Linked DNA regions of Mus musculus: all the other regions are linked to region 5. A link is a contact called in public ChIA-PET and promoter capture Hi-C data. All regions are on one chromosome and are shown on one strand. The core of a region is the stretch at or near the end of the contact, and the rest is flanking DNA. Distances in the headings are between cores, read along the strand shown.

Region 1 (3,580 bases), core at 111-2,610, 990 kb after region 5:
CATTACCAAGTGAATTAATGTGAGAGAGTACTTCGCACTGGAGTGCAAAGTGTTTATTATTGTTGAGCACAGGAAGGGACGGCCACTGGGAGCTTGGTCTCCGCCCCACCTCTGACTCTCGCGGATCGTGCTTGGGTTTTCTGAGACGCCACGGTAGACAGATCCGCCCAAAGACGGGCAGAAGGCATTAGCGCCATGCGCTTGCGCGAAATACCAACAGGCAAAAAGGCAGCCACTACACACCAGAAAAGCGCACCTAGGACAGCCTAACGCCTACCAGTGGCCTGCTGCCTACCACTCCAGGCACCACCTCCCAGTGCCTCGCACTGTCTCTCAGTAGATGGCCAATAAACAGAGAGCAGGAAGAGGCGGGTGGCCTAAGGAACTGCTCCAAACACCTACTTCGGACCAGTCCAGTCACAAGACCTGGGGAGGGCGGGGCTAACCTGACAACCCAATCCCACATTTGAAGGCTGTTACGTCCGGCACTCCGGCGACTTTGACTCCGCCCTTTGCATTGACGTTTACTTGCCAACCTATAAACGACTGAGCCTCGGAGGGAGGGGGAAGGAGGCGGAGAGAGGAAGGAGGCGTTGGCTGAGGAGGAAGAGGGAGGAGGGGCAGGGAAGTTCTGGTGGAGAAGAGCCGTAGACGCCGAAGAAGACAACAGGAGGATACGGCGGAGTTCCTCACTGTCCAGTGGCCTTTCCGGATCCTTCTAGCTACAAGCCGGTTAGGAACGGAGGAAAGGAGGAAGAGTCTTTTATGTCGGAGGACAGAGAGAGAAGCTCTATCCGTCACCGTTGCCTCACATCCGGGACTTTGGACGGCAGGCTCCGCCCCCTTGCACCTTTCAAGGCTACGGGAGGCGGAGACCTCGTTAAATCTCCTTAAAGGGGTGGGTACCGAACTCGGCCGACTCCAACGCCAGTCTTAAAGGGGACAGCAGAAGCTGACAAACAACTCCTGCTGGAAGAATTGGGGCAAGTGGAGTTTTCCTACCTCCTGCCCCACGCAAGAAGTTCATTAAATTCATCTTAAAGGGGAAGTGACAGCCTGTGAAGGGCTAGAAACTTAGCTACGCTCTCTAAAAAGGGACGACTCGCTGTTTGAAGGCCTCTGGACTCTTTAAAGGGGTGGCCTCTTTCAGCCGGAGGACTTGAGACACTTTTAAAGGGGAAGTCGTGCTTTCCGCCCCTTTTAAAGGGGTGGTCCTTCCTCTTCCTCTGGGAGACTTGCCTCGACCCCTGGCACGGGGCCGCCACCGCACTAGACCAGCCGGACACGGTGGAGTCGTCTTAAAGGGGCCGGGGGCTGGACAATTTGAGGCCTCGCCTTAAAGGGACGGCCGCCCAGTTTTAGTCGTCGCGGCCCCGCCAGCCCTACAGGGGGGGCCTTCAGGCTTGTCGCCCCGGGGGCGGCGCCGGCTCTCTGGGCCTTGGCCTTGGGGCAAGCCAGAGGCCAGCGGATCCTGTTTTAAAGAGGAAGCCGGAGCTCTCCCGTCCCTGTGCAAGCGCCAGCGCCGCGCTCGCGACCCGGGGCCTGTGGACAGGCCGCTTCGGGCCCCGCCGCCTCCGGATGCGGCGCTGAGGGCCGTCACCATGGAGACGGCCGCGGCCCCAGGCCCGGGCTGGGCAGCTGAAGGGGAGCGGCGACGGAGACGCTGCTCGCGGCGAGACCGTGATCGGGAGCAGCGGCGCCGCCGAGGTCCAGGCGGTGACGCGCCCCGGGCCTTGTTGGCCGCCCCGCGAGGCTCTTCATCCTCCTCGTCACCGCCGCCGCCCGCCCGTCCCTGGTCGTCAGCTTCATCTGGAGAGCGGCCTGGGGGCCTACGACGGCGGCGGCCCCGACCCAGGCCTCGACCCCCGAGACCGCGAGCTCGGAAGCGGCCTGCCGGTTCGGGCAGCCGCGGAGAGGAAGAGGACGAGGAGGAAGAGGGGGGCGCAGACGACGGAGAAGCCGAGGAGGAGCCTGAGGAGGAGGAAGAGGAGGAAGACCTGATCGATGGTTTTGCCATCGCTAGCTTTGCCAGCCTTGAGGCCTTGCAGGTGTGCCCTAATGGGATTTGGGGGTCTTTGGGAGGTGGGTCAGAAGGGCAGAGAGAAGGGTATAGCCCTTACAGAGGATGGGGTTGAGGGGGCAGTGGTGACACCCCAAACCAGAGCAACCGGCTCCTCTTGCCGGGTTTCTGCCCCACCCTGGGGTGGGAGGAGGTAGAGCTAGTGTCTGGGGACTACCTAGGTTCCCCTGCTTGAGAGGCACTTGAGTAACTTGGTCACCCTTAGAGAGTTAAGGAGCTTTTCTTTCTCCAACCACATTTCCACCACCTCTTCTACAGAAGGATGCATCTCTTCAGCCCCCAGAACGACTGGAACATCGGCTGAAGCATTCTGGGAAACGGAAGAGGGGGGGCTCCAGTGGGGCCACTGGGGAACCAGGGGACAGCTCAGACCGTGAGCCTGGCCGACCCTCTGGGGATAGGCCCCGTAAATGGCCCAATAAGCGAAGAAGGAAAGAGGTGAGCATGTCCCAGATTCCAGTCCTTCCAATTTGTTCAGTCGGAATATATCATTCCTGTAGACTGACTTCCCACGAGCATCACAACTGCCGATCCCAGCAGTAATCCTAGTGTCTAGGAGCACAGGGGAAGGCAGAACAAATTGGACAGCAGCCCCATCTCCAATCCAGGTCTGAAGGACCTAACTAGAGTCAAACTCACTTGCTTTTGCTTGTGCTATGTATACTACTAACAAGCTGATAATTCAAGAGATACATCAAAGACAGCTGAATTATAAATAAGAGATGTCCTGTCCTTTCCTCTAGCTGGTGGCAGCCTAAGGGGAAAGAAACAGCCAAAAAGCAAGCACCTAGACTAGCTTGAGCAGCTGTGTAAGGCAGTGATCTGGGAGAGATCTAGGCAAAGTGCTACAGAAACCCACATGAGGAAGCCACTCATTCTGTCTGGGGGATGGGCAGAGGGTTGCGGTTAGGGAAAGCCCCCTAGAACGTCTTGGGCCCCAGTGTAGTCAGAAGTTTGCTGAGGAAAGAAGTGAGGAAAAGTTGTTTTGAATACAGTTTTAAGATTTGAGAACCTAGAGTATTAGGAAAATAGTAAGCTGGTTGGTAGCGGAGGTGGAAGTAAACAGAGAAACAAGAGCATGATGGAGAGTAGCTTTTAAGTCCTCTTGAAGGTCTTGCTGGGAGTAGTGGCTTTGTACAGTTGCTTGGTCAGTCAGCCTCCCTTACTTCTGGACTCTGGTCTTTCTCAGGCCTTCTCCCGTCACTCTCTGGAAGCTGGATATATAGTAAGTGTCACCTACCTGTAATGGCCCATCCCTTCCCTGTTGGGTCCCTCTCCTATCCCCTGATGTCTTTCTCTTTATCTTCTCAGTGTGACGCAGAAAGTGATCTGGATGAGAGGGTGAGTGGGGCCAGGAGCTGTTGGGTGGGCACTATTGTGGGGGTTTAAGCAAGCAGCCTGCAGTTTGAACAACTCCCACAAACAATAGACATCCTTCCTAAATGGGAACATGGGGCATATTGAACCAGAATTAAGTTTTGAGGAGGAAGGGAGAGAAGA
Region 2 (3,508 bases), core at 595-3,094, 540 kb after region 5:
CACAGGAGAGTTAAAGCTTCGGGGAGTAGAGAGAAGGGAGCAAGATAAGGGGATCAGAGTCTCGGGGGTCTTTGATCTGTAGGAAATGGGCGTGAGATGACCAGGCCTTGAAGGAGAAATGTGAAAATGGAGTGAAGAGGCAAAAAGAGAGAGAAAAAGGGGGTCTGAGAGGCTGAACCCACACAGCTACAATGAGGATCAAAATCATGAAAACCAGGACAGGAGGAAGCTGGCTTCCTACCTCACATTTGAAGGGCCGCTCTGTTGAGTGCACTTGTCTGACGTGACTGTTGAGGTGATCCGGCCTAGGGATATGTTGAGGTGGGAGGGGGTGTGTGTTAGGGCTTAGGCTCCAAGGTAAGGTGTGCCTCAAATCTACCTAGGTTCCTCCAAAATGCCTCTGCAAAGGTCCCAGCGTTTCCCCCTCAGCTTCAGTCCTCAGGCAGGAAAGCCCTCAAACCAAGATTCCTCTTCTGCCCAGAGGCTGCTTTCCTTCAGCCCAGAGACCCACCTCTTCTAAAGTACCACCCCCTGTTCCTAGCAACTTCCCTCCTCCCTGGGAGTGGTTCCTGTCCCCAGGAACGGGAGCCGCCTCCCCACCAGCCAAAGACAGGCCACCTTGTTGCCCTCCCCCCCACCGGCCTAGTGGGCAGCGAGGCCCCTGCACACCGGGAGAAGCTCTTGCCACAGTGGGAGCAGTTGTAGGGCTTGTGCACAGCGCCGTCATGTGAGCGCACGTGGTAACTCATGCGGTCCTTGCGCTTGAAGCGCTGCTGGCACACAGGGCACTGGTAGGGCTTCTCGTCCGAATGCGACAGCTTATGTCGGTTCAGGTGGTAGACGTCGCGGAAGGCCTTGCCGCACATCTCGCAGGCGTGATTCTTCCGGATGCGCTTCCCAGAGGCAGTCGTGGTCACAACGCCACCGGCCGCCACCGCGGCTGTGCCGCCGCCAGCCCCGGCTTCTCCCCCACCCCCGCTGGCCCCGCTCAGCTGGGGGACACTCAAGAGGCTCAGGGGCACCATGGTGGGCATCTTCATAGCACCCGAAGGGACCCGGCCAGCCTTGGCTCCCGTGTGGATGGCTTCGTGCCTTCGGAGGTTGTAGCCGTTCTTGAACTCCTTGGCGCACAGGGCGCAAATGTAGGGCCCCTTGCTCTTTGTCTTCTTCTCCAAGACAGATGCAACTGGGGCCACGGCGACCGTCGAGGTTGGGGCGACGACAGCGGTGGCAGCCGCTGCTGCGATAGTGGCGGCCGCGGCGGGGGGCGCGGCCTCGGCGGCTGGTGCGGAGACGGCAGGGGGTGGCGGAGGAGGCGCCGGAGGCTGCTTCAGGGCCGCTGTGTCCACTGTGGAGGCGGCGGCAGGGGCCGGGGGTGCAGTAACCACTGCAGCGGCAGCCGCCGCAGCAGCCGCCGCCGCCGCGGCTGATTCCTGCGCGGCGGCGAGAACCGGGAGCAAGTCCACTTGGAGGGGCTCGGCCGCCGGGGCCTGGGGCGTGGGTGGGGGCGCCGGCGCGGCCTGCGGAGACAAGGCGCCGTGTGGGCCGCGGTCGCTGGTCGGCGCCTGCCCGCCCGGCCCGGCCCCTACTCACCTGGAATGGACTCTGGGCGCAGCCCTGGGAGGCAAAGAAGCGGGACTGGAGCTCAGCCCCGACCTGCAGGGGGTTCTGGGCGTGACCCTGAGGTGGCGGGAAGGAGTTCATGAGGCCGCCCACCCCCCGGGAGTCCAGGCCCAGCACGGGGAAGGGGGGGGCCAGCAGCGTGCAAGGGAACACGGGGAACATGGCCTCGGCCACAGTGGGGGCCCCCGGAGCTCAGCGGGAGCCGGGGGCACGGGCCGCGCGGGGCCCGGGCTCGGGGCGCCGCCCCCGGCCGGCCGGGTTGGGCCGAGCCGAACGCATGGCCCGAGGGCCGCCCCGCCGCCCGCGCACCCCGGCCGGCGGGAGGGAGGGAAGGAGGGCGTCTTGTGGGGCGCGGAGCGCGGCGGCGGCGGCGACGCCCCCTGGGTGGGGGCGAGAGGCCCCGCGGGGCCGAGGGCCGGGGCCGGGGGCGGGGGGCCCGGGCGGCGGCGGCGGCGGTGGTGGCGGCGGTTGGAGCCTGGCGGGGCGGGGTGGGGGGAGCGAGGGAGCAGCTTCGGCCCCCGCCGCGCGCGCGCGCCCAGCCGGCGCCTCGGGGAGGGCGGGGGAGGGCGCGAGGGAGGGAGGGGGACAGCTGCGCGCGCACCGGGCGCGCGGAGGGGGTGTGGGACAGGAGGGAGGGCGGGCAGGAGGGGGTGTGGGAGGGGGGGCAGGGGCGGGGGGGGCGGGGGTTGTTACCTGGAAGATGAAGCTGCTCCAGTTGCTGGGATCCATGGCGGAGGGAGGAGGGAGGTGGCTCGCGCTCACCCTGGGGCGGGAGGAGGCAGCTGTGGGGGAGGGGGACCCAAGGAGGAGGCGCGCAAGGAGGGAGGGGGGAGGAGGGTGGGGGAGCGGCGCACACTGCGCGCCGGAGGGCGGGCGGGGGGCGCGAGGACACACAAGAGGCTGGAGCGGGCGCGAGCGCGAGTGCGCGCGGGGCCAGCGGGAGGGGGAGGGACAGGAGGGACTCTAGAGGGCGGAGGGACTGGGGAGCCACCCAGCAGCCCCGGTCGCCCCGAGCGCGAGACCCCCAAGACGGTTGCTGATTGGCTGGCGATGGTGCAGGTGGTGGGCGCGCGGGAGACTAGGCGGCTTCTCTTCCCCCACTTGAACGATTCCACCCCCCACTTCCCTCCGCCAGCGGCCGTTATTTCGCGCGCACGCGCACATAACAGGGACGTCGTTGCTGAGCGGGAGAGTGGGGAGCGCGCCGAGGGAGTTACAGCGGGGCGGGGCTAGCTTGGAGCGCGTGCCCGCTTAACGGTCGGTCGCTGTGCTTAAGCTTTCGCGTCAGCTTTTTGATTCTTCTAGGCCACCGTCCCCTCCCCATTCCAGTGGTTTATTTACAATCTTGGCCTAGTTTGGGGGTTTCCCAAAGATGGCGCCTACATGGGTGTCCTGCAGAGCTTGATCCTGACCCCCAGGGTAGTTATGGACTCTGACCCCAGCCCTGTCATCCTCAAAAACCAGGCTCAACCATGGAATAAAAACTGTATTTACACAACACGTCACTATACAAGGATTTTTAAAAGAAGGTAGTGTCAAGAGGGACCGCTGTGCTGGCTGGCGGCCAAGCTCAAGAGATTCGCCTGTAAAGAAGAGGAACGTGCGTTAGCATAGCAGCCTAAGGTGGGCTGCGGTGGGGGAACACCATGCAGAAAGGGCAAAGGTGGCCTTACCTTCAGGAAAGACTCCACCTGCTTCCCAGAGATGCCTTCCACCTGTTCCAAGTCCTCCACCTAGTGGGACAGCAACACTAGGAAGGGAGTGGACACAGCACGGGGACCCCCCCACTGCACCTGTCCCCAGGGTTGTTACCTCACTGAAGGGGCCGTGGAGCTCCCTCCAGCCCACGATGAGCTGGGCTTTCTTCTGGCCAATGCGCTGCAGG
Region 3 (3,833 bases), core at 65-2,564, 750 kb after region 5:
GTTGTTATGAACGCCTTGTAACTGTTCTGCTCTGTAACTCCACCTATTTGCCTGCCAAATCCCCAGTTTGGACCCCCCCAACCCCCTCGAGCTATAAAACCCTTATTTTTCCCTAGTTCAATACTGACCTTTGAATCCATCTTAGGGGCAGGCATCTCGTGTAGAAGAGTAACAAAGCTTGCTTTAATTGGGCATGATAATTTGGGTCAGTGGTCTTTCTCCTCCCTGCTTTGGGATTAACAGGACCAACCAATTTTTTTTTTTAAGTTAGTTAGAATTTTTAAAATTTGGGGGGCACATTGCACCAGTGCATGTGGAGGTCACAGGACAACGTGCACTCTCCTTTCCACCACACAGGTTCCCTGGAGAGAACTCAGGTTGTCAAGCTTGCGGACAATCCCCTTTTCCCACTGAGGCATGCCACTGGCCCAGTTCTCCACGCCTTGTATGATTTTTTTTAAAAAAACTGACCGCACTCTAGCCGGGCGTGGTGGCGCACGCCTTTAATCCCAGCACTCGGGAGGCAGAGGCAGGTGGATTTCTGAGTTTGAGGCCAGCCTGGTCTACAAAGTGAGTTCCAGGACAGCCAGGGCTATACAGAGAAACCCGGTCTCGAAAAAACAAAACAAAAAACCCCACAAAAACTGACCGCACTCAAGGGACAGACGATGCATGGTTTAACTTTATCTCTAACTTCTGCTTTATTGACAAATCTAATATAATACAAATAACATTATGTACTGCTAAAACATAACGAATTAATAAAAACCCCGTTAGCACTCGCTTTAGTGGCAGGACGGAAGCCTCTGGGTACTCACCTCTATAAAGGAAAACCTGCCTACAACATAAGATGCCGGGGTTATGCTTCTAGGGCCTGGATCCTTTGGAACGTGACTCCAGCAAGATGGAGGCAGGGTTTATTCTTCAGTCCCTCCCTGGGCTTGGCCTTTGCAAAGCCTTTCTTTGTTTTTCTACCTTTGTCTCCGCCTGTCGTCCTTTGTTCTGTCTCCCGCCCGTTTCTCTCCAGGCTCTCCGCCTCTTAGGGCCCCTGATTCCATTAGGGTGACTTGACGGTTCTTATCTGTTTCTACATCTCTTTGTCTCTGGTACCCAGTCTCTAGGTCCTGTCCCCGAGCATCGTCTCTCGCCGACAGTGCCCCGACTCGTGACTCTCAGGCTAGAACTTGGCAGGCTCCAGCTCGACCTGCCTGCCCCGGCCCAGCCCCCACTCCGAGCTGGGCTTTGTTTCCCCCGCCTCGGCGCCCCGCCCCGCCCGCCGGCTCTCTGTTTCCCTTTGTCTGCCACTCCATTCCTGGGCTCCTTCCTGGTTGTCCCGCGCGGGCAGTCCGGCTCCGCCGTGCCAGCTGTCCATCCGAGGAGGCACGCCGCTAGCGCCGCAGGGCACGGCTAGAACTGGTCCACGCCGCCGCCGCCGCCGCCGAGCCCGCGGCTCCTCCGGGTCCTAGAGCAGCTCGCCGAGGCCCGTGCTTCCGCTTCCCGTCCCGCCCAGCGGCGCCCGGGACGTGGGCCGAGCCCCCTCCTGGCGTGGCGTGGAGCCCGTACCCGTGCGGCTGGCTGCTGGGTTCCTGTTGTACCGAGGGGAACGGGGCGGCAGGTGCCCTCGGACTCACCGGGGCCGCGTCCCGGTCGTGGGCCGACGGTGCAGCGCGCTGCACAGCCCTGGGGCGCCGAGCTTCGCGGTACAGAGGACTTGAAAGCGGCTGAGAGCCATCGGTACAGGTGAGGGCGGCGGTCCGCATCGCACAGGAAGGTAATGGATGCTTGGGGACCCAGGGCCCAGGAAAGTCGGACGTGGGCGAAGGGGCAGCAAAATCCGAAGGGAAGAAGCCAACACCTACTGTGTGCCAGGCCGTGAGGGGCATCCTCCCTAACGCTCTCCCCTCCCCCTTCACTCAGCCCTACTGCAGGCCTCCAGGCTCAATTGTAATCTCTGGTGCTCTTTCTCTGCATGCGTTCTGCTGTAAATCCAGCTCTAATACTGGCTGCCTTCTCAAAACCTTCCCTGGCTTTCTTATTTTTATTAATTTAAAAGCTCTAGTGTTAAGTACAGACCTTGCGTGCTCAGAGTAGTCTCAGTATCCTTTTCCAAATAACCGCGTTCCTTTCCGTTGTTTTTGCTGCAGAGTAATGCCGGTCCTTGACTTATCTCTTGCCTCTTGTGGCAGCAGGTTTATTCCGAACCCGCAGTTACAATCATTGCTACTTTGTTTTTTCTCTCCTACACCCCATATCTGTTTATCTGTAGGGAAGTAAGTTTATACAAGATCGTAGAAGTTACCAGGATAGAGCCAATGGAGTGGAGAATTCAGATCCAGTCTGGGCAGTACAGTAAGACAGTCTCAAAAACTGGAGGAAAAAAAAGAAAAAAAAAAAACCCACAGAAATTCGATCAAAAGACCATATACTAGGTTTTCTAAATTGAAATACTGTAATATAACACAGGCTTGAGTAGATAGTTAGAAACTCGGCCCAGGGTAGGGTTTCCTCCAAGTAGGAAACACTTCTCTCAAACCCGATGGCATTCAGTGCTGGGATGATTTATGGGACCGCAGAGAGGGGCTTGGAAAGTTTTCTACTAACTTTCTTTCTTTCTTTTTTTTGGGGGGGGGGGTTCCTGTGTAGCCCTGGCTATCCTGGAACTCACTCTGTAGACTAGGCTGTCCTCGAACTCAGAAATCCCCCTGCCTCTGCCTCCCAAGTGCTGGGATTAAAGGCTTGCACCACCACACCGGGCTTCTACTAACTTTCATGTGGTGGTGGCACATGCCTTTAATCCTAGCACTCAGAAGTCAGAGGAATGATAGAGACACCTCCGTGAGTTTCAGGTCATCCTGGTCTAAAGAGTGCGCTCCAAGACAGACTCACTGCACAAAGAAACCCTGCTTTGAAAACAAAAGAAAGAAAAAAAATTGCTTTAATTCTCTTTGTTTCCATGGGGGTAAACCAAAGAGACTAATATTACCAATAGGATTGTGAAAGTCTTGTATTGTTAGAAGGCCCCTGTATTGTTTAGTTTAGTGATCATTGATTAAATGCATAGCAAGCAGGGGTAATGGTGCACTTACTATCCCAGGACTTGGGAGGCTAAGAACACTTTGTTTTGAGACAAGTTGTTACTTATGTAGCTGACCTTGAAGTCAGATCCACTTGCCTCTGCCTTCCCAGCTTGTGTTTAAAAGCATGTGCCACCATGCCCATCAGGGCTGAAAGTTCAAGGCCAGCCTGGGCAAGTTATCAAAACCCCTGTCTCAGCTAAGGATTGCGGCACAGTAGTACTTATAATTAGTGAGAGGCAGATAATTAGTGCTCCCTAAGTTCAGTAGAGAGGGAGAACATTCAGAGATTGTGCCTCATTAAAGATGTTTTACTGGGAGAGTTACCGGGGGTTACCCCCAGGGGTAGAGGCCCTGGGTTCCATTCCGGGAGCCATAAAAGGAAAGATGAGGTTGAGCCAAAGGGTGAGATTTATAATTCTGTTTTCTTTCTCTAATTGTAGGGACTGAGACTATGGAGGCTTCTCCGGGGGATGAGTTTGAACACTCACCACAAGAGAGGGATGGCCCAGAGATCAAGGAAGAGGAACAGTTAGCCCCAACTCTCCAAGTAGGAAACACTTCTCTCAAACCCGATGGCATTCAGTGCTGGGATGATTTATGGGACCGCAGAGAGGGGCTTGGAAAGCGACAGCCTCGAGACCCAGTCCCCCGGATTCTGGGAGAACCCCGGTGGGGACAGGGCAGTAATGACCGAGCTGCTGTGTGTGGTGAGTGTGGCAAGAGTTTCAGGCAGATGTCTGATTTGGTGAAACACCA
Region 4 (3,881 bases), core at 361-2,860, 960 kb after region 5:
GACTGGAAAGCCCAGACCATTGGTAAACTCACAGCCTCAGTTAAAGTACAAACCTCAGGACTGAAGGGGGGTCATGGAGATAAATTAAGGCCTGGCACCACGTGGCAGGCTCAGTGTCTCTAAAGAGATCCCAAGAAAGGCTCCCGGTGTACCCAGAACTCCGGTGTTTTGGAGAGAGCATTGGCACAGATGACCACTCACAGCAGCTTTAGAGCTTTGTGAGCTGGCTGTGTGTGCAGTGGATGTCAGACGAGTGCCACTGCCAAGCCCTCTGGAGCCTAGAGGAGCAGAGTCTCAGAAGGCTGGCACTGAGCGTCACACGTAGACTTTGGGTTTGATTTTACTGTAACTGTGCACTGGTTATTACTTCTTGGAATAAACAAGTATGTAACTTTTTTTTAATAGGAACCCATAGTTAATTTTAGAGAGGTTTTGGATATGATAGAGAAACTTTGAAAGAGACTAGGTATTTTAAGGAGAGTCTGAATTGAGTGTTTGAATTGAGATCTTGGAATGAACAAAAAACAAAGGTTATGGTTAAAAGGGATGGGTTTGTGTGTCATGCTAACAAGGGGTCAATTGTGCTGACTTGTTTTATGCCAACCTGATCCAAGCTAGAGTGATTTGGGAAGAGGGAACCTCAACGGAGAAAAATGTCCTCACCAGATTGGCCTGTGGTACATCCTTTTCTTTTTTTTTTTGGTTTTTCGAGACAGGGTTTCTCTGTATAGCCCTGGCTGTCCTGGAACTCACTTTGTAGACCAGGCTGGCCTTGAACTCAGAAATCCACCTGCCTCTGCCTCCTGAGTGCTGGGATTAAAGGTGTGTGCCACCATGCCCAGCGTGGTACATTTTCTTAATTAGTGATTGATTAAGGTTGACATGGGAGGGCCCAGCCCACTGTGGGTGGTGCTATCCCTAGGCAGATGTTCCTGAGTGTGTAAGAAAGTAGGAGAGCAAGCAGGAGGCAGCCTTCCTTGTGGCTTTCTGCTTCAGTTCCTGCCTTGATGTTCCTGCCCTGCCCTGCTTTGATGATGGATGTTTACATGAAAATATCAATGAAATAAACCCTCTTCTCCCCAAGCCACTTTTGTTCATGGTGTTTATCACAGCATAGAAACCTCTGACCAAGACAACTCCCAAATATGCAGCTGTTGGTCTAGGAGCACTTTGAGAGAGTTGTAAAAAAAAAAAACAAAAAAACCTTGGACTGTATTTCATCCAGTAGTTCACAAGCCTAGATGAACATTCCAATCAATGGGGCTTTTTCTTTTTTAAAGTCAAGAGTGAACCAGGGGCTAGAGAGAGATGTCTCAGTGGTTAAGGACTCTTTCTAGTCTTCCCAGGACCGATGGGAATTGGAGAAGTTCAATGGAAGCTAAGTCCCGGATCCTGGAAAGCAGTAGTTATCTTTTTCAAAGCTCAGTAATTCACTTATGTCAATGAAGTACCGTTTGTAGTTCGTATGCCCACAGTACAAGCAACCTGGTTAACTCTCATCAGACGACAAATTTAGATTGGGTCGACAGTTTAGGGCATTACTCAGGAAGGCAGTATGGTTTTCGTGGGTATTTTTCACTCACTTCTCTGGAATGTTACCCATCTCCGGTACTCCTGCGGATCTAGGGCTGCTGGTTCCCAGTCATCGGTATTTCGTTCCAACCAGGAGATGAGAGCTGGTTTGGGACCTGCGCATCCTGGGGAAGGAGAACCAGTCAGAGAGCTGGCCCGAAGAAAGGATGCTAAAAAATAAACGCCAACCCCTAACAAGCCGATCGCAGGTCAGGACCCTAGGCTCCCTGCCCCCACTCTACCCCGCCCTCAAGCTCCATCATCCCTTAGGCCCCGCGTAAGCAGATTGGGCCGGGCCTCACCGAGCGCGCCCAGGAGGCCGTAGGTCTCGCGCATCACATCCCGGTACAGAGTCCTCTGAGCGGGCTGCAGACACCCCCACTCCTCCGAGGAGAAGTACACGGCCACGTCCACGAACTTCAAGGCCCTTGGCCTCCTGCCCCTTTTCCGAGTAGGTCCAGCCTCTCCGACTGCCCGCAGGAGAAGCGGAGCCGAAGGTGGCGCCATCGGACCTGCTCCCCGGCCTTGCCACGGGGACCCGGAGACCTAGAAGCTCCGTCGGGAAGGCCCGGAGGAAATCTGAATCGGCTGCCTGAGGGGCCGGGCGGCCCGACACAGACCGTTATTCAGGGAACTCCCGCTGGAACTTGGGTGAGAGGCACCGGAAGATGCCTTCGGGGAAGATGGCGGCGCTGCTCCTGCACCACCGCTGCCTAGAACACAGGCAGGTTCCAGCTATCGATTTTATTGACCCGAACGCCATGCCGACTTCTTAACCTCCTTGCCCTAAAGTGTAATGGCGCTGCGAGATGGCTTCTTGCCTACTTTCCTCCTATCTATTGCATTCGTTTATTGGTTGGTAGCTGAAGATCGGGCGTTCTGATTGGTCATCAATGAAGGCGGCCCATTTGAATGAAGCCAACGGATTCTTAAGGGCAAGAAGGTGGATCCTGTGTCTCTAAGCCGGTTGTGAGAAGTCTTATGAATGGGAGGCTTTTCTTGTGTTCTCCAACGCTTGTTTGCCCTACTTGGAGAAGACGTTTCTACAGGTCTTCCAAAGGGAAAGTCACACAGTGACAACATGGATTTTTGAACAGCTACATCCTACGATCATAAAGGTGTCACAGCCAGGAATTCTGAAAAGTACTAGATGAGAAGGGAGCGGTGGTAAGGATCTGGTGCACAAAAGGCGCGTCTGGTAAAATTGAATGACTAGAATGGTAAGTTGACTGGTCTTGTACCTTGGGCAGCTCCTAAGTAGTCTATAGAAGTGAATGGCCTACCTGAGTACCAAGGAAGTTCGCTTGTTTAGAGGTGAGACCAATAGCTTTGGGCTTACCCTTTCTTTGTACAGTGGAATGCACATTTAGGCTACCAGGGGGAACAAAAGACAGATGGCTAGTTGATCCTTTCATTTATAATGAAGCAGGGAAATCACCCCTGTACCGTTGCTTTCCGAAATAGTGCAGCTGTGTCAACGTGTGTCAGGAGTGCATGGGCAACATAGACCCTGTTTTTAAATGAAGAGTGTATAGCCCAGTGGCAGGCATTTGCCTAGCATGCATGGGGCCCAAAGTTCTATAAAAGTATTTTTAAAATAGATACCCAGGACTGGGTATGAAGCCGAACCTATTGCTCCTTTCTGAATAATTATCAGGTAAGGAAGACTGCACAGAGGGTAAATAGGATTCGCACATCTAGAGGCCACACAGAGAGGCTGTGCCTTCGCTGCTGAGAGCCAGCCAAGCACCTGGACTATTCGAGTAGATGGTGTCTGAAACTTTATGTCTAGAGTCCTGGACTCCCCCCTCCATAGAGAACTACAACAAAAATCATAAGACAGCCGGGTGCAGTGGCACGCACCATTAATTCCCAGCACTTGGGAGGAAAAGGCAGGTAGATCTCTTGAGTTTGAGGACATCCTGGTCTACAAAGTGAGTTCCAGGCTATCCGGGGCTATCTCAAAACCAGCCTGCCTCAAAAAACAAATGAACAATAAAACCCCCACAAATCTGGATCAGCTTCCTCAAAATCTGTTACTAGACATAGGAATGAAATCCAAACATGGAATGTCTTCTTTGTGGCTCTAGCAACTCTTATGTTGGGCAAAACGCTTTAAGACTAATTTCTCCCCAGCTGGAGAAGTGGCTCAGTGGTTAAGAGCACTTGTTCTGGGGCTGGAGAGATGACTCAGCAGTTATGAGCACTGATTGCTCTTCCAAAGGTCCTGAGTTCAAATCCCAGCAACCATATGGTGGCTCACAACCATCTGTGATGAGATCAGATGCCCTCTTCTGGTGTGTCTGAAA
Region 5 (3,443 bases), core at 399-2,898:
ACTCTGGCTTTTCTCAGTTTCTCCTGAATTGTTCTGCTTGGCCTCAAACTAACACTCTGGCAATCTGTTCTGGACTTCTGGCTCCTTCTCACTCTCTGGCTCCTTCTGTCTTCACTGTGTCTAGCTTGGTCTCTTTCTACAACCTGCTCCCTGTAAAACTGCCTCATTTCTTCTCTCCCCCCCCTTTTTTTTTTTGGTTTTGGTTTTTGGTTTTTTTCGAGGCAGGGTTTCTCTGTGTAGCCCTGGCTGTCCTGGAACTCACTTTGTAGACCAGGGTGGCCTCGAACTCAGAAATCCTCCTGCCTCTGCCTCCCAAGTGCTAGGATTAAAAAGGCCTGTGCCACCACTGCCCAGCCTGGATTCGTTAGATAAAAAAAAAAAAAAAAAAATCACAAAGACTGAGGGGAGTCTAGCACAAGATTCCAGTAACACTCTATTGTCCTTTATCTTTACCTTTTCAGAGTTTCAATCTGTGCTCAGGCCTTAGGACTGGACTTCCTGCTGCAGTGTCTTAAGTGCTGGGGTCACAAGTGTGTACCTGTATCTCCTTCCACTTGATTTTTAGAAGAGATGTGATGTAGCTTGCTTGTGCCTAGACATCTCTCTAGGGATGGAATGAGGGAATCTACAGCATTTGGAAAAGATACTGTCAATTAAGCTGATAGGGTAAATTTCAGAAAGAAAGACAGAGTTAAGAAGCTTCTATTATTTGTGAGAGTTGAAGAAGCTGTGCGAAAAGATGAATGTGACAGTTAAAAGTCATTACTATACTTACACTTATTCATTAGGGGGCTGGAGAGATGGCTCTGTGGTTTAGAGCACTGACTGCTCTCCCAAAGGTCCTGAGTTCAAATCCCAGCAACCACATGGTGGCTCACAACCATCCGTAATGAGATCTGATGTCCTCTTCTGGTGTGTCTGAAGACAGCTACAGTGTACTTACATAGAATAAATAAATCTTAAAAAAAAACAAAAACAAAAACCACTTATTCATTAGGGAACAAACATTTGCTGGGTATACAAAAGATTCAACTAACAGTAAAAAAAAAACTTCCTTTAATCCCAGCACTGAGACAGGAGATTTCTCTAGAGCTGGAAGACCAGCCTGGTCTACATAGGCCAGCCAAGGAGACCCTGTCTCGGAAGGTAGTGGGGAAGAAGGAAGAAAAAGGAAAGAAAACTGCTTGTCAAGCGTCCAAAGGACTATTGGGGGAGGAGGGTTTGACTTCAAAATGTTAGAAAGCACAGGATCCCTGCAAGAGATATGGGGGCAGTTATTTAATGGCCAAGGACTGGAACTCCCGGGACTCCATCCCTGACTCTCGTTAATTTTGCCTCTTACAGGCTGGGAGATCTTCTCTCTGGACCGAACCCAGGCGAAGCTAAAGCCTGTCACAAACTGACCCAAGCCCGCTGCCCTGGAAACCACAACACCCATAAGCCTTCGGGGGCGCTCGTGCATTATGGGGCGCTCCGCATTTTCCTCCTAAAGCGGCCCCCTCAGGCTGAACTGTGGAAATTCCCCATCGTCCCCCGCGAGACACCAGAAACCCCCTCTTCCGCTCCATGCCCGGATATCAGTGGCCGTGGCCATAGAAACTGTCTGCTAGAGGCTCCTAAACTCGCTGTCCGGACCCTCATTTCCGCCGGAAGTGATCTGCAGTCCCAAGTGCCCGTCCTTCCCTGCACGCGCGGGCCCCGGGTGCCTAGTTCCCGGTCCCGGTCACCGAGTACTACCACAATGGCGGCAGCCACTCTATTGCGAGCGACGCCCCGCTTCAGCGGTGAGGGGGCGGGTTGGACGCAGGCAGCCCGGAGTTGCGAGGGGCGCGGAGGGTAGCTGGGTTCGGATCCCTGACTCCCAAGTGCCTTTCCCCGCAGGTCTCTGCGCCAGCCCGACCCCATTTCTGCAAGGTCGGCTGCGGCCGCTGAAGGCTCCCGCATCACCCTTCTTGTGTCGCGGCCTAGCTGTGGAGGCCAAGAAGACTTATGTACGCGACAAGCCCCATGTGAATGTGGGTACCATCGGACATGTGGACCATGGCAAGACCACCCTGACTGCAGCCATCACGAAAAGTGAGTAGGGTTGGGTTGGGTTGGAGGCGTCGGGCAATGTCCTGTCAGCTGGAAGAGTCAGAACTAGAGCGTAGGGTGGGTGTCTTGTAGTCCGCTGAACTTTAGCATGGCTCCAAGAGACACTTGGGACGAAGGCTGGTGGGAAGATGCAGGAGACAGGTTTCCCTGTACAGGAAGAGCTCTGTGAGGCATAAAATGAAAACTGTGAATGGTTTCCATCCAGTGTAGAGTGGTCTGTAAAGAGATGCTGTCAGCGAAGAATTGGAAGCGTCTGTGATGAGCACACACCTTAGGAAATTCTCTCACTGTCTTACAAAGTTATCTTTCCTAGAATTACATTTGAGATTTCCTAGAATTGAGATTTAACAGAGATTTATCCTTCCAGATTGTTTCTGTATGAGGGGTTCAGGCGTGTGCCCCGAGCCTTGTCTGTAGCTCTGACCCTGAGTTGAGAGGTGTGTTCTCTTCCTCCGGTAGTTCTAGCCGAGGGAGGTGGAGCTAAGTTCAAGAAGTACGAGGAGATAGACAATGCCCCAGAGGAGCGAGCTCGGGGCATCACCATCAATGCAGCCCATGTGGAGTATAGCACTGCTGCCCGACACTATGCCCACACAGACTGTCCTGGTCATGCAGATTATGTTAAGGTGAGGGTTGCTGGGGACAGCCAGCACCTGCTTCCGTTCAGTGGAGGTGTGAGGGGGGGAGGTTATAAAATAGTGGCGGTGTTTGAATATAAGAACAAGGATTTGTGGCTGTGGGTGGTGAAGACATGGCAGAGAGATGGAGATCTTCACAGCTACTTCTCATTAGAGGATGCATGTTGAAGAGGTCCCTGAACTAAGCTGACCTTCTTCCTCTTCCACCCAGAATATGATCACAGGCACTGCCCCCCTGGATGGCTGTATCCTGGTGGTGGCAGCTAATGATGGCCCCATGCCCCAGACCCGAGAGCACTTACTGCTAGCTAAACAGGTACTGGGGTCTGAGTGGGATGGACATCCGTGAGACGTCAGATGGCTCAGGAGAGTTGCTCAGTCTCTTGTCTTGCCTGCAGATTGGGGTAGAACATGTTGTGGTGTACGTGAACAAGGCAGACGCTGTCCAGGACTCAGAGATGGTGGAGTTAGTCGAGCTGGAGATCCGGGAGCTGCTCACCGAGTTTGGCTATAAAGGAGAGGAAACTCCAGTCATCGTAGGCTCGGCTCTCTGTGCCCTTGAGGTGAGCACAGCACAGGCTCCTGTTGGTAGAGGACGGGGTAGAGCTTTGCTCTGTACCTGGAAACTTAGCATCCTGTGATAGGAACAGAAGTTTCAAGGTCTTGTCATGTCTCCAACAGCAACGTGACCCTGAGCTAGGCGTGAAGTCA
Region 6 (3,420 bases), core at 398-2,897, 600 kb after region 5:
ATTTTAAGCTAGAAATGATACATAGTGAAACCCTGTCTCAAAACAAATGAAAAACATGTATGTTGAAATGCTGGTGGTGAAGAATTGTGGCAAAATGCTTGCCTAGCATGAGCATGACCCATAAGCAAACAAACACCTCCGCCGCTGCCCCACCCCCCACCCTGGAAAAAAGAAAGAGAAGACAGAGGAGGGAACAAAGGCTGGGAGAAGGCTCAGTACAACACAACAGTGCTGATTGACAAACATGAGGGCCTGAGCTTAGACCTTAGCACACACTTCAAAACTATGGGCACCGCAAGCTCAGCTAAGTGCTCCTATTAGCTTAGCACTGGGGAAGGAAAGAGGGGGACAGGAGGAGAGGGGGAGAGGGTATAGGGGGAGAAGGGAGGAGGGGGACCGGGGGACAGGGAGAATGGGGAAGGGGAGAGGGAGAGGGAGTTCAGCAGTTAATTCGATGCTCTTGCAGAGCACCTAGGTTCAATTCCTAGCACTTACAAAGTGGCTCACAACTGTCTGTCAATCACTTCCAAGAGATCTGACATCCCCTTCTGGCCTCCTTGAACACGAGGCATGCTTGCGACCAAAATGCATACAGGTGAGCTAAACACACAAACACATAAAATAAAATAATAGGGTGGAAATCAATTAAGTAGACTCTGGTCTACACACACACACACACACACACACACACACGCAGACACTGCATGCACACCATGTAAAGGTATGATGGCCTAAACAACACCGGTAACAATTACTCTCATAGTGCTTACACCGTTAGGTATCAGAAGTAGTGGAGAGATGAGCCTGGGCACAGTGGCCTGGGACTGAAACCAACACTCAAAAGGCTTACGGGAGTGTGTATGTGTGTGTGTGGGGGGGGGGGGGGGATTCGGGGCCAACCTGGGCTACATCTTAAGTCCCTGTCTCAAACAAAACAAAAGTATGACACAGCTGGATGAAAAGGGTGCAGGGAGTAGACGGAAGGACAGGGACCCTCCAAGAAGCAGGCAGCAAGATACATCGCAGCGCTGTGGGAGCCCCTGAGCCGGTCTTTATAATCTTCCTCTCCCCTGGGTGAGCGAGCTGAGGTCTGGGCCTTGCCTGTAGGGTGAGAAGGTGAAGGCGCTGGGGTCTGGGCCTTGCCTGTAGGGTGAGAAGGTGAAGGCGCTGGGGTCTGGGCTTTGCCTGTTGGGTGAGATGGTGATCGCGCCTAGGCCTTGCCTATGGGGTGAGAAGGTGAAGGCGCTGGGGTCTGGGTCTTGCCTTTGGGGTGAGAAGGTGAAAGCGCTGGGGTCTGGGCCTTGCCTTTGGGGTGAGATGGTGAACGCGCTGGGGTCTGGGTCTTGCCTTTGGGGTGACAAGGTAAAGGCGCTGGGGTCTGGACCTTGCCTGTGGGGTGGGACTGACTGGAGCAAAGCAGCTGCTCATTCTGGCTCCACCTTACACAGGAAGTGGTTCTTCACCACACTGACCACATCCCCAGGTTGCCTTGGAAACACTCTGTGGGGGCAGGAAAAGTTGGGGCACAGTCGCCCAGCAACAGGTGGTAGCCTCCCTTCCGCCTTCTTCTGAGGCCAGCCCTCCAGGGCCTTTCAGATCGCTGCGCGCACACACACCCTCCCGGCATGCACTGGGAAGAAGGGCTCTGAAAACGGCGAAATCCAAGATTGAAGCAAGGTGACAGGTGAGGTGAGGGGTGCGGAAGCAACTGCAAATGGGGGACTGGTGGCAGAGATGTGGACAAATACCAACAAGGGAAGCAGACAGGCCAGTGATTGGGCAGAGCTGGGGAAGCTGGATAGGTGCCGGGCCACAGACCTGGTACAGCCAGATAGCACAACAGGGCCACCTCCAAGGAGAGCGGTTAGGTGGCTCAAAGAGTAGGTGCATATGGAAGGGAGGGGCCAGCAAGGGGTTTCTCTCTCATTCCAAGTCTCCTCACTTGAGACTGAGGCAAGACCTGAGAGCCCAGACCTTTGATCTGTCATCAGAGGTGGGGGGTGGGGCTGGAGGGGAAGTAAGGCCTGCGACTGTGCAGGGGAGCCTCAGCCAGCTCTGGCTTGTTCTCCGGCCTCTCCTGGTTTGCTCTTGACCTCTCTGGGACCCTTTGCTCCTCTCTAGTTTTGCCACCCATGCTCAATAAGCCAATTAGAAGAGCCGAATTAACAGTGGGTAGGGGTGGGGGTGGGAGCAGGAACGCAAGATGAGGGACAAAGAGATCCAGCACTCCCGACTCCCAATCTGTCTCTGAGGTTCTGAAGTAAAGTTACAGTTTAAAAAAAAGGCCAATGATGTGCAGTCCCAGTGACATGCAGTCTAAGCACTGTCTCATCCTGTGCCACGGTCAAGTTGTTAGAACCGTTGTTGAATCTCTTTCCAGGAAACGGGATATCCTCTGGTTGCTGTCCTTTCCTTCTCCCAGTGGAGACGTTCCTGACTGTTCTGAGTCCACACTGAGTCTCCCAGATGCCAGTGACGCCTCAGCAGCCCTCTGGGCACACGGAGGGGCTCCCTGAGCCTACAGCGGAGGCAGCAGTGTGGGTAGTAATCCCCTGTGGACCTTGTATTCCCATCATGCTGGGCCTGGCCTCTCTCACAGCCTTCTTCATCATAACTACTGCTGTACTGGCCGAACGCCTGTTCCGCCGCCCGCAACCAGACCCCAGCCAGCGTGCCCCCACCCTAGTCTGGCGCCCTGGAGGAGAACTGTGGATTGAGCCCACGAGCAGCGCCCGGGAGCGCTCTGAGGATTGGTACGGCTCCTCCATGCCTCTGCTGATGGACAGGGCTCCAGGTCCCCCAACACCCGGTGGCACCTTAGAGGGCAGAGCAACTGCTCCACCAGCCACTTCAGCCCCATACTCTTCCCTCAGTTCTCTAGTTCCTCAGACCCCACCAGAAGTCCCAGCCCAGAGCACCTTCTGGAGGCCTCAGACCCAAGAGGAGAGGCCCCATGACACAAGCCTGGTGAGCTGGGTTGGGTCTGAGCCCATGCCAGAGGCTGGCTTGCAGGTTGGGAGCCCCAGGCCTTGGAGGCCGAGGCAAGGGAGCCTGGAACCTGATTGGGGTCTCCAGCCTCGGGTCACCCTGGAGCAGATCTCAGCATTCTGGAAGAGGGAAGGCCGGACCAGCGTGGGCTTCTGAGTCTTCAGGACCTGTAAGACTAACTCCCACCTCAGAGGGACTACAGGGGTCAGCTCCAGCCTTAGGCCTGACCCTTGCGCTGGAAATTTTGTGTGGAAATTTCTGTCTTCTGCACCTGGCTGGTGGGCAGGCTAAGAGTGTGGACAGCCTGCACTCCAAGGCTTGCCTGAAGTTCAGCTTAGGTTAAAATGCCTAAGTCGTGACTCTGAGAATTGAAGGCAAGTCTAGCTGGCTACAGGCCAGAAGGCTTCAAGATGGCACGTCAGGGTACAAACT
Region 7 (3,572 bases), core at 849-3,348, 710 kb after region 5:
GGACAGATGGGACAGACGCGGCAGGGGGCAGCTCACCTGCATCTGGGCACTGGTGAAGGGTCCATACAGCTCGGCGTCCCCCGTGTTCTCCCATTTATACTCCCACATCACATCCATCAGGCCATCTCCTGCTGACTCTGCCTCTAACACAATGAACGATACTTGGGCCTCAAGCACTCAGTCTCCAGCCCACACTGCCCCCCACCCGTGCCCTCCAAACTTACCCTCTCTTTGGGTAGGGGTTGGGGTTTCCAGTTCACCCTCTGCTACTTCCTCAGCAAACATGTCCAGGGAGGGTGGAGGTGTGGGGTCATGGGATCCCTGGGCCCGACACCCCAAACCCTTCAGTCGCATAGCCAACCGTTCCCTTGTTTCCTGGTACACACCAAGGTTGCCTCGTGCCACCATTTGGTCAGCTAACCCAGACAGCCGGTCTAGCCGCTGGGGGGAATTGGGCCGTCCAGTCCCCTTGCTGTTGCTCCCTTTGCCTCCTCCTCGGGCCCCCAGCCGCCTAAGGGCCCCAGCCACTGTCTCTCTTGGCAACAACAACTCCAAAAGTCCCTCCAGGAGTGCTTGGGCGCTCATTGGAGTCTGACCCAGGCTGTCTTCCTCCTCCGAGTCTGAAACCTGGTGCTTATCAGGGGGCCGTTCCTTGATCCTCACCTACAAGGAAAAGATAATTAGAATTTCTTACAAACTTCCACCAGGGCCCAGGCCCTGCACCTGCACTCCCAGGCCTCAGCCAGAATAGTCCCTGGGCCACACCCAGTCAATGTTGTCCAGCCAGCTGTCTCGGATCTGCGCATCCTGGTTCAGGAAGTAGTTGCCATCAGCATCAAAGTGGCCTTCCTCCATCTCTTCCTGCAGGTTGAAGGGTGTGATCCTCACACCGCCCTCACTAGGGAGAGTAGCTGCTTCCTGACCTGCACCGAAGACATTGGGGGTGGGGCATGCTAGACACGCAAAAGGGAAGCAGGCACACCTCCCACCTCCATCCTGAAGGCTTGTCCCCCCAACTCAGTTAACGCTTCGGACATAGCTCACCTTCTACATCCTCTGAGGCCAGGATATCATATTTGCTGGACCCTTCCTCATCATCATCCTCTTCATCACTGTCTAAAGAGTGCTTGCCTTTGAAGCGGCTCCCAGGACCACCTGCTGCAGCCACAGGGTCCACCAGCTGTGAGGAGGCCGAAGCAAATGAGAAATGCAGCCAACTGGGTAGTTCCCCAGATACTCCAGGATCTGTACACAAATCTTTCCAAACCCAGTGCGCCGGGGAAAACTAACACTTCCTTGGCTTCCCGGCTTTCCTCCCATCAGATTTCTCCTTCTTCTTTCCTCTCAGTCCTCCACGGAAATTCGAAATCTGGCCATCTCACCTTCTTTTTGGGCACACTGATTTCATCTTCACCATCCTCATCTCCAACACCCTGAAAAGTCACTTTCCTCTTTGGCATGATTGGCTGTGGATTTCCTCCAGCTGGACCTCGGAAAAAGATATGTAGTGAGGAAGTGAGGTAAGGAGAGAGGACCGCGGGGGAGTGCAGGGGCCACCAACATTTTTCCTGGTAAATGTGAGCGAGGACAGATCGCTAAAGCATCTGAGAGAACTAGCAGGCACGACGTCCGGGGTTGGTTGGGCAATTCTGAGGCCCGGAGGAGAGGCGATGGGAAGGATCTCCGCCCCCGCGTGGACCCTGCGGGTATTCCCACCCGGGGATGGGGAGTCAGGTTCCCCTACGTCACCACTCCCCTACCAGTCCGGAGCTACCGAACTCAACCACCTCTCCCACCCGAGTGCTCACAGAGGCCGGTCGGACCCAAGAGCTGGAGCTGCCTAGATCCCCGAATACCACGTAGCGACCTGCTCGGCCATGTCCTTGGCGTACAAACTAAAGGCGAAGCAAACCCGCGGGGATTCAAACAATCTTACCCGCCGGTGCTCACCTAGGAACCCAGGGTCAGGCGGGGAAGAAAAGGAAAGATGCTTTCGCCGGTATTACATCCGGGGCACCCGCCTTCATCACCCGGAAAAAAACCGTGGAGACCGGCATAGGACCCGGAAGTGGCTTCACTTCTATTCAAAAAGGGCGGATGCATACCATTAGCCAAGGCCGACTCGCGGCAGGAAGTGACGCAAGACCTGCAAAGACTCGCGTGAACTACGTCCTTGCCTCACGGGACTTGAGGATGGCGGGAAATGTTTTATTATTCCTCTACGATGGAGGCTACAGTGAGGATAAGGACGTGGTGTGCTAAGAGGTTCCCAAGGCCTGGATGGAGAGGCACAGGCCGAACAGAGGCTTCGGGCTTCCGTTTGCATGTATGGATAGGGTTCTGTACGCCTAGTGGCCTTCAGTAGACACCCGGGCTTCCGATCTTAACGCAGTCCCAACACTCGGGAAATTGAAACAGGATTGATTGTCGCGAGATTGACGACAGTCTGGGATACAACATGAGACCGTCTATTTTTAAAGAAAGTCTTGCTCTTCTCTCTGAGTCCTGCTTCTGATTATAAGCGCTCGGGCACCTTCCAAACCAAGCCCTTTTAGAACCCAGGAGTCATTTGCACCATGTCTATTCTCCCACTTAATTCCTAGTTTCTGTAGCGGGACAACCATCACAGGAGGTGCCACTGGCTTCCGTCCGTGGCCTGTAACCAGGCAGAAGCCCATCAGTTACACGAAGCCTACCTCATCCCTTAGCAAACTGCCAAAGGGCTGGGATCCAGCTCCTGCAAAGCTGGGGCCAGGTGAGATCTTCCCCAATAGTGAGGTTTAGATCTGGAGCTCTGGGGAACAACTCAAACCTCAACGCCTCCACCCCCGTCCCCACCCTCGGCTAAATAGCTCCGGTGATCCTACTAGAGTTGGAAGAGGGCAGCCAGATGGACCACGCCTTTCTCCTCCAGGGTTTTCTCCCATTGTGAATCATGAAACTTCACTTCTGTGGGTACAGAACACAAGTTCTAGACCAGGAGGGCATCTTGCTACAGACAGGACCCTGAAGAAAGCAGCTCTCAGCACTGCTGGTTCATCCGGAGGGGGTTTTCTCTACCTGGAGACCACACACCCTGATCCCCTTTCTGCTGAGAAGTGCCAAGTGGAGCTTTACGGCCACAGAAGCCCACACCTTTATCATCCTGACCCGGAGTAGAGGGTGTGTGGCAAAGATCTAGCCACAGAAAACAAGAGCTGCGCAGTTTGGTTGTGTGTACCTGCTGGGATGAACCCCAGGCAGTTAGTCTACCCTAGACGCCCAGGGAACTGCACCAAGCTGCTGACCAAGAACCCAGCCCAATCTAAAGATGGTGGTTTTGCACACACTCTCAGGCCCCTCCTTCAGCTTCCAGGGGGCTGAAGCCATTGGAAAGGCGATCCCAGTCCTGCAAGCTGTGCAGAGGATCCCAGGAGGCCAGTGAGAGTGGGAGCAGCAGAATCCAGGCAAAGCTGAGGAGGAAGGAGCTGGACCACTATGTTTGTTGATGAGAGATGAAGTGAGCGTTTACTGTGACTCCTTTTGGGGGTCGAATACTATTCACAGAGGTTGCCTAAGACTATCAGAAAACA

What was found. Promoter capture Hi-C pulls out the DNA fragments that hold promoters and counts their contacts. ChIA-PET counts read pairs in DNA pulled down with a chosen protein or histone mark. Capture Hi-C pulls out chosen DNA fragments and counts their contacts.
Region 1: a promoter capture Hi-C map of liver shows a contact between it and region 5, with 6 times the contacts expected there. The contact joins the promoter of Fbrs here to the promoter of Tufm in region 5. A contact is called at or near these places in 4 of 39 promoter capture datasets (the C10 cell line, hippocampal neurons, liver and 1 more), 1 of 484 Hi-C or Micro-C datasets (CD4 T cells), 6 of 115 datasets of contacts at active chromatin or transcription factors (bone marrow-derived macrophages, double positive thymocytes, embryonic hindbrain and 3 more) and 2 of 9 other capture datasets (adipose tissue and liver).
Region 2: a contact with region 5 is called in a promoter capture Hi-C map of embryonic stem cells. The contact joins the promoter of Maz here to the promoter of Tufm in region 5. A contact is called at or near these places in 6 of 39 promoter capture datasets (the C10 cell line, cranial neural crest, embryonic stem cells and 2 more), 9 of 484 Hi-C or Micro-C datasets (CD8 T cells, the G1E-ER4 cell line, the N1E-115 cell line and 2 more), 8 of 115 datasets of contacts at active chromatin or transcription factors (bone marrow-derived macrophages, craniofacial prominence, embryonic stem cells and 4 more) and 2 of 9 other capture datasets (adipose tissue and embryonic stem cells).
Region 3: a promoter capture Hi-C map of liver shows a contact between it and region 5, with 4 times the contacts expected there. The contact joins the promoter of Zfp553 here to the promoter of Tufm in region 5. A contact is called at or near these places in 4 of 39 promoter capture datasets (cranial neural crest, hippocampal neurons, liver and 1 more), 2 of 484 Hi-C or Micro-C datasets (CD4 T cells and cortical neurons), 3 of 115 datasets of contacts at active chromatin or transcription factors (astrocytes, microglia and pro-B cells) and 1 of 9 other capture datasets (liver).
Region 4: a contact with region 5 is called in a promoter capture Hi-C map of liver, with 2.6 times the contacts expected there. The contact joins the promoter of B130055M24Rik here to the promoter of Tufm in region 5. A contact is called at or near these places in 1 of 115 datasets of contacts at active chromatin or transcription factors (bone marrow-derived macrophages) and 1 of 9 other capture datasets (liver).
Region 6: an RNA polymerase II ChIA-PET map of memory CD8 T cells shows a contact between it and region 5, with 30 read pairs. The contact joins the promoter of AI467606 here to the promoter of Tufm in region 5. A contact is called at or near these places in 2 of 39 promoter capture datasets (liver and pre-B cells), 2 of 484 Hi-C or Micro-C datasets (cortical neurons and embryonic stem cells) and 4 of 115 datasets of contacts at active chromatin or transcription factors (embryonic stem cells, large pre-B cells, memory CD8 T cells and 1 more).
Region 7: a contact with region 5 is called in a promoter capture Hi-C map of adipose tissue, with 2.8 times the contacts expected there. The contact joins the promoter of Cd2bp2 here to the promoter of Tufm in region 5. A contact is called at or near these places in 6 of 39 promoter capture datasets (the C10 cell line, cranial neural crest, hippocampal neurons and 2 more), 8 of 484 Hi-C or Micro-C datasets (cortical neurons, embryonic stem cells, forebrain and 1 more), 5 of 115 datasets of contacts at active chromatin or transcription factors (bone marrow-derived macrophages, embryonic midbrain, extraembryonic endoderm stem cells and 2 more) and 3 of 9 other capture datasets (adipose tissue, liver and pancreatic islet).

The regions. Positions count from the first base shown.
Region 1 is chr7:127,477,598-127,481,177 of GRCm38.p6, forward strand. It overlaps Fbrs (fibrosin), which reads left to right and starts at 1,361. Exons shown (of 18, transcript NM_010183.2): 1 at 1,361-2,048; 2 at 2,339-2,518; 3 at 3,270-3,305; 4 at 3,392-3,421. The coding sequence starts at 1,602.
Region 2 is chr7:127,024,635-127,028,142 of GRCm38.p6, forward strand. It overlaps Maz (MYC-associated zinc finger protein (purine-binding transcription factor)), which reads right to left and starts at 1,845. Exons shown (of 5, transcript NM_010772.1): 1 at 1,594-1,845; 2 at 670-1,520; 3 at 242-305. The coding sequence starts at 1,785. Kif22 (kinesin family member 22) reads right to left here. Exons shown (of 14, transcript NM_145588.1): 12 at 3,436-3,508; 13 at 3,297-3,356; 14 at 3,097-3,206. The coding sequence ends at 3,159.
Region 3 is chr7:127,231,747-127,235,579 of GRCm38.p6, forward strand. Zfp553 (zinc finger protein 553) reads left to right here and starts at 1,315. Exons shown (of 2, transcript NM_146201.2): 1 at 1,315-1,740; 2 at 3,518-3,833. The coding sequence starts at 3,529. Gm4532 (predicted gene 4532) reads right to left here and starts at 1,384. Exons shown (of 1, transcript NR_030674.1): 1 at 672-1,384. It also overlaps a transcript of Septin1 not described here.
Region 4 is chr7:127,446,780-127,450,660 of GRCm38.p6, forward strand. It overlaps B130055M24Rik (a long non-coding RNA gene), which reads left to right and starts at 1,611. Exons shown (of 2, transcript XR_869949.3): 1 at 1,611-2,792. Zfp689 (zinc finger protein 689) reads right to left here and starts at 2,379. Exons shown (of 3, transcript NM_175163.3): 1 at 1,875-2,379; 2 at 1,584-1,697. The coding sequence starts at 2,079.
Region 5 is chr7:126,485,707-126,489,149 of GRCm38.p6, forward strand. It overlaps Tufm (Tu translation elongation factor, mitochondrial), which reads left to right and starts at 1,649. Exons shown (of 10, transcript NM_172745.3): 1 at 1,649-1,784; 2 at 1,882-2,076; 3 at 2,554-2,720; 4 at 2,944-3,048; 5 at 3,131-3,295; 6 at 3,414-3,443. The coding sequence starts at 1,742. It overlaps Gm46001 (a long non-coding RNA gene), which reads right to left and starts at 808. Exons shown (of 3, transcript XR_001778288.1): 1 at 776-808; 2 at 454-625.
Region 6 is chr7:127,089,789-127,093,208 of GRCm38.p6, forward strand. AI467606 (expressed sequence AI467606) reads left to right here and starts at 1,648. Exons shown (of 2, transcript NM_178901.3): 1 at 1,648-1,684; 2 at 2,381-3,420. The coding sequence starts at 2,467. The coding sequence ends at 3,144.
Region 7 is chr7:127,193,979-127,197,550 of GRCm38.p6, forward strand. Cd2bp2 (CD2 cytoplasmic tail binding protein 2) reads right to left here and starts at 2,099. Exons shown (of 7, transcript NM_027353.4): 1 at 1,951-2,099; 2 at 1,383-1,483; 3 at 1,045-1,180; 4 at 766-923; 5 at 225-663; 6 at 37-143. The coding sequence starts at 1,460. Tbc1d10b (TBC1 domain family, member 10b) reads right to left here. Exons shown (of 9, transcript NM_144522.5): 9 at 3,481-3,572.